Linked DNA regions of Sus scrofa: region 1 is linked to region 2. Evidence: chromatin contacts called from public HiChIP or PLAC-seq data. All regions are on one chromosome and are shown on one strand. The core of a region is the stretch at or near the end of the contact, and the rest is flanking DNA. Distances in the headings are between cores, read along the strand shown. Region 1 holds the start of PTPN22 (tyrosine-protein phosphatase non-receptor type 22). Region 2 holds the start of AP4B1 (AP-4 complex subunit beta-1).

Region 1 (2,989 bases), core at 258-2,757, 35 kb before region 2:
AGAGTGCAATTTTTCATGACACCACAATATAATCCAAGTTGAGCTGACACAGTGGTTTCTATCATAATAGGCAATAACTCAGTGATAAGAACCTAATCACTCGAGAACATTTACAAAGTGGTTTCACATCTATCTGCGAAATGTTAACTCCACGGGGGCAAAGGTTTTTGTTTTGTTCACTACCATATCCTCAGTGCCTAGAACTGAACTTGGTACACAGCAGGTGCTCATTAAGTGTTACTGAATGAACAGCCACATTTAAGCATTATTGTTGTGGATATTGAGACATCACAATAATCCTGTGCAGAGAGGCAGGGCCTGACTTATCCCCACTGCGGAAGTTAGAAAATAGAGACCAGGTGAGATCAAGGCACATTTCAAATAGTTGATCATTTGCTTGAGGACAGAATCATGATTTAATTTCAGATTTTACACTTAAACTCTCTTATTTTTCCCATTTCTTCACAGCTGAAAAGGTACAGTTTGAAGTCCCTACAGCTTCGAATCATCAGCTGGAAGTATTCCAAAATGCATGGTAGGTACCCTCAGATATCCTGTGTCCCCGGGCGAGCTGGCTCATTGAATGAATGAGGCCTGCTCAGCTGCCACTGCGTCAATAACCAGTTCCCCCGCAGGAGATGCCGTGTTCCCCTGGGTAATCAAACCCAGGTGATCCCAGGCTCCCTTGTGCTTATGTTTCTCACCATGTCCCTCACTTTTCTCTGCTCCCTGTCCTACCCCAGCCAGCAAAAGAAGGTTAAGGAAACCCTGTTATTGCCCAAAGACACGACAAAAAATAAACGTGGCTTGGTGCTCTTCAAAAGCCTCTGTCATCCAAATGGAACCCCACAGGAGGCCAAAAGGGTAATGCTCCATGAAAAGGGAACCTTGCTCTGGTTCCTCTTGATATGCATGAAAATGAGTCCTTTGAAACATAAACCTAGAACTCAGATACCTGGGAACTCCAGATGTTCAATGAATATTAGGTTTGTACCCCTGGAATGATGCAGGTCTTTTGGAGGATTCCCAGTCAACCTCCAAGAACTAGCACACAAAATATTCCAAACTATGTTTTGCTAAGAAAGCTAAGCTATCAGGCATGGTAGAGGACACCCGAAGGACACACACGCCACTTAGAGAAGTCACACTTTTAGGATGCCTTCTTCCCCCAAAGGTCTGATATGCACTTGATCACAAGAGCAATTTGGTCTAAAAGAATTGGACCATTGCAAGCAGTTAAACATCTATGTCACTAGCCCGACCGGGTCACATATAGGACTTACCAGAAATTCACTGGCAAACTCCTTTTTGTTATTTTTCTTGTTTTGGGCCTCATCCAGGAACTTCTGTAGGACTTCTCTTTGGTCCATGCTGCAGGGCAAGAGAGACCGTCTCTGAGCGGTTTAAAGGAGGGCATGTCAAATGTGTGTCATGGCCGAGACAGCACTGAGAAGCCACCGCTGCTGCCTGAGCAGAGCATGTTGAAGGCTGTGGTTTACTGACTTCATCACAAGCCCCAGAGGAAATTAGTGCGTAACCAGCCCTCTGTGGTCACACAACAAAGCCAGCACCTCACTCCTGGGCCCTAGTGCCTTCCTTCCCAAGAGAAGAACCTGATTACAAGTCAGGTTTGTAATACACAGGAGGCCAAGCAGAACATAGCTCCGAGTCTATTCTCCTCCATTGCCCTGAAGCCAAAGTCATTGTTTTTCTTGCTTCCTAGAGAAAAGGCAGAATTACAGGTCCCCATGGATGGATGGTCTCTTCCTAGTTCCCCAATGAGCACAAAGACCCTTTGATGCTTCTGATTCCTTGAGGCCCAGATGAACTCTATAAGGTTCATTTAACCGCAGAAGAGAGACAGACCCTGGAGTCTTCTCAGAAGTTTCTTGTCAGTGTGATCCTAGCAAACTTCTCTGCATCAGAGAAGGCAGTTTTCTTCAGAAAGTTTAAGTCTGCCATAGAGATCTCAACCTCTCCTTTGTGTGAAGCAAAGTCGGCTGCTTCTGACAGTCCACGTCTCTCCCAGGGCTGGGGAAGTGCTCACGTCCAGTAAGGGAAGTGCCGTTGAGTTCAGAACCCACCCCAGCCCTCCAGGACTTCTTGAGCTTCTTTGGGTTCTGGGTATAAAGACTGAGGGCACTGGTCTGTAAAGGATCCAGGAGCACAGTGGCCCCCAGAAGGAGCTCCTGACCGGGAAGATGGCACAAAACCCATGAATGTGGAGTTCCTGTGTGGCACAGTAGAAATAATTCCGACTAGGAACCATGAGGTTCCGGGTTTGATCCCTGGCCTCACTCAGTGGGTTAAGGATCCGGCATGGCCATGAGCTGTTTACGTTGCAGACATGGCGCTGCTGTGGCTGTGGTGTAGGCCGGCAGTTGCAGCTCCGATTCAACCCCTAGCCTGGGAACCTCCATATGCTGCGAGTGTGGCCCTAAAAGGCGGGAAAAAAAAAATCCCCTGAATGTCATGCTAGTAAAATATGAAGGAAGAGGAAAAAGAGTAAAAATCAACCACCCTGCCGGGAACAGTGCAAATTTCAAGGCTGAAAGCCCGAACAACTATCTCTAGAGAAGACACGTGTACTCTGCAGTCAATGCGGGAAGGCCACTGTTTCAGGAAGCCACGCTGTGCATGTCGCATTTGGCCCCTAATGGGGCCTTTCTGTTCTAGAAAAAGCTTCCATAGCTCAGCTTGCATAAATTCTCTCCTCAATGGGTACAGACCTACCCAAGAGTATCTCATTTGGTAACAGAACAAAATAAAAACCAGCATAACATATCTGTTTGAGGACAGAAATTCAACTAATAATATGTTAACAAAACTAGTCGGAAATAATCATGAAGAAAATTTGGAAATACACTGTTAGAACTTCCCCTATTTTTTTTTTTTTTTTGTCTTTTTTCTAGGGCCGCACCCACGGCATATGGAGGTTCCCAGGCTAGGGGTTGAATTGGAGCTGCAGCCACTGGCCTACACCACAGCC
Region 2 (2,710 bases), core at 182-2,681:
AGGTAGTTGGGTGTTTCCTGGGCGCTATGATAAGAAATTTGGACTTTATTCTGTAGATCGCTGTTTCTCGAACTATGATCTCCTACATGAATTAGAGAGTTTACCTGTTTCAAAGGCAGATTCCTGGGTTCTATCCCACTGTACTGAAATGAGAGTTACTGGATTGGGTGGAAATTTTATATTTTCCTAAAAAGCATCCCCAAGGGACTTTGTGCATACCAAAGTTTGTGACCCACAGGTCACTGTCAAACTCGTATGCTGCAAAACCATTCTGAATGAAATGAGGTGCCAAGGTGACCTACTACTAAGCCAAGGCAACTGCTTTTATAAAGGAAACTAGAACAACAGAGTGCCAATTTTAACAAGTGGAGGGGGGGATGGATATTTAGAACCATGAATCCACACCATCTGACTCAAGTAGTGAAGATCAGGTGTCAAGACCGACACCGCTTGGTCAGCTGGCTGGTGACATTCATCAGCATGAATAACAAGCAGAAGAGCAGGTTTGGGGAGCCAGGAGGGATGTAAGTGCTATTTTTGCATGTCTTTGAAGACATATCCAGGTTAAAATCACAAGCAGGCAGTAGGATGTGTGGGCGGAAAAATAAAAGAGGAGGTCTGTACTAGGTATCCGAAGCCAGCTGTACAAGTCCAAGAAATGGATGACAACACCCAGCCGAGTCAAAGAAGTAAAATATGTCCCACAAGGGAGACTTAGATGGCATTCCGGAGAAGCAGCAAGACCAAATCATACGACTGCCATGTAAGAAAGTTCATTTACTCTTTCCGAGCGGCCAGGGGTAGAGAGCCCTGATGGGGGTGGCCAGGGGGGAGGTGGGGCGTTAGGTGATACCTAATCACGCGCTGGATGACATTCCGATAGCGCAGCCTATCAGCCTGTATGTGAGGGTTACACAGAGCCTTCTTCAGCTCCTTCACCACATCCTCCGAGCCAAGGTACGGCATCTTCTCCAACAGTCACGGGGCAGTTCCCACAGATCTCTGGGTAACTCGTGGGCTCCTTCCAGCCCTGATGTGGGAACCTGGGTAAAGGAAAAGTCAGTCAGTGAAGACACTACAGGCGCGATGTTGCCCCAGCCTTGGCTTCCCCAGGGCCGGCATCCAGGCCCAAACTTCAACCCTCTCGCTGCGGGGCGAGGCCCACCCTAAGCTGTGCCGTTCCATCCCCGGACCTGCAGACAGGTTCACCCCGTCCACAGGTCTCTCCCGCAACCTCTAGGGCCCGGGGCGGATTTCCAGCCTGGCAGCCAACAGTCCGCGGACCCCACCCTCTCCGGTCCCAGCCTTTCTTGCGCCTCCACGCGGTTGCGGTCACCGACAGGCCCAATCAAGCTTTCTGCGGAAGTCCCGCCTCCTCGAGAGAGACCACGCAGAGCAGCTGCCAATCACCTGCTCCCAGGGAGCGCCGAGCGCAGACTGGATCCCGACCTTAGGGTGCCCTTCCCCCAAGCTCTCACCTCCCGGCGCAGCCGCGCGGCTCCCTCTGGCGGAGCAGCGGCGCGCAATCGGAAGTCGGCTACTTCGGCCTGTCTCCGCCCAATAGCGCGCGCTTTGAGTGCCCAGCCTCGGCCCCGGCTCCCGCGCGCGCTGCGGGGAGTGGCGCTCCGCCCGGCGCCTTCCGAGATTTGCCTTTCCACCCCAGGACGCCCACGAGCATGGTCACTTCCTTCTTTCTGCCCACTCATTCTTCCACTGGGTTGGCTTTTCTTAGCGTCTCTGGCTCCGTACTTGCCCCGGCATGCCTTTTTTCATGATGCCGCTGTCGTAGCCTCACGCAGGAGCTCTGTTTCCATGAAGATCCGCCTGGTGACTCGCCAACCCTGCCACCATGAACGGGGTCCTGATCCCTCATACGCCCATCGCTGTGGACTTTTGGAGCCTACGCCGGGCTGGCTGCGCCCGGCTCTTCTTCTTGTCCCACATGCACTCGGACCATACCGTGGGTCTGTCTAGCACCTGGTGCCGGCCCGTCTACTGCTCCCCAATCACTGCTTACCTCTTGCATCGTCACCTGCAGGTATGGGGACCAAGAGATGGTCCCGGCATGTGGGTGGGGACTTCTGATCTGTCCCAGCCTTGAAGTCTTAAGGTAGGGGCTAGGGAGGACTGATGTTTACAAATGCCATAGTTGTTTGAACCCAGATATGCATCGTTAGCCCAAAATAGGAGTATGGCTTATATCTGGCCGAATAGGAATGTTTTAACGATAAGTCGGGGATATCTTTTAGTCCAGCCAAAGAAACTGTTCCTACCTCTTGACATAAACTAGGCCAGTGTTTCCCAAACTTGCCTTATCTTAAGAATCCACCTCATGTAGTGAGTAAATACACAGATTCTCCAGGACCTCACTCCTCCCTCATCTGATTCAGTAGATAGCTGGTGCAGGTCCTGGAAATCTAGTTGGATTTTTTTTTAAGCAGGCGCCTCCTAAAAGATTATTATGATCAAGAAAGTTTGAGAATCGCTGACTAGACTTGTTTTCTGGATTCTTAATTTAAACTTGTACAAAGGCGGGGCAGGGGGAGTTAGTTCCCAGCTGGCTCAGCAGAAAGGAATCTGTCTAGCATCCATGAGGACGCAGGATCTATCCCTGGCCTTGCTAAGTGGGTTAAGAATCTGGCGTTGCTGAGCTGTGGTGTAGGTCTCAGAGGGGCTCAGATCCCGAGTTGCTGTGGTGTAAGTCCGCCGC

What was found. HiChIP or PLAC-seq counts read pairs in DNA pulled down with a chosen protein or histone mark.
Region 1: an H3K27ac HiChIP or PLAC-seq map of alveolar macrophages shows a contact between it and region 2. The contact joins the promoter of PTPN22 here to the promoter of AP4B1 in region 2. A contact is called at or near these places in 2 of 47 Hi-C or Micro-C datasets (embryonic fibroblasts and skeletal muscle) and 2 of 2 datasets of contacts at active chromatin or transcription factors (alveolar macrophages and skeletal muscle).

The regions. Positions count from the first base shown.
Region 1 is chr4:106,690,620-106,693,608 of Sscrofa11.1, reverse strand. It overlaps PTPN22 (tyrosine-protein phosphatase non-receptor type 22), which reads right to left and starts at 1,507. Exons shown (of 21, transcript XM_021090719.1): 1 at 1,284-1,507. The coding sequence starts at 1,370.
Region 2 is chr4:106,655,353-106,658,062 of Sscrofa11.1, reverse strand. AP4B1 (AP-4 complex subunit beta-1) reads right to left here and starts at 1,431. Exons shown (of 11, transcript XM_021090715.1): 1 at 1,290-1,431; 2 at 854-1,043. The coding sequence starts at 966. DCLRE1B (5' exonuclease Apollo) reads left to right here and starts at 1,573. Exons shown (of 4, transcript XM_003125837.4): 1 at 1,573-2,038. The coding sequence starts at 1,850.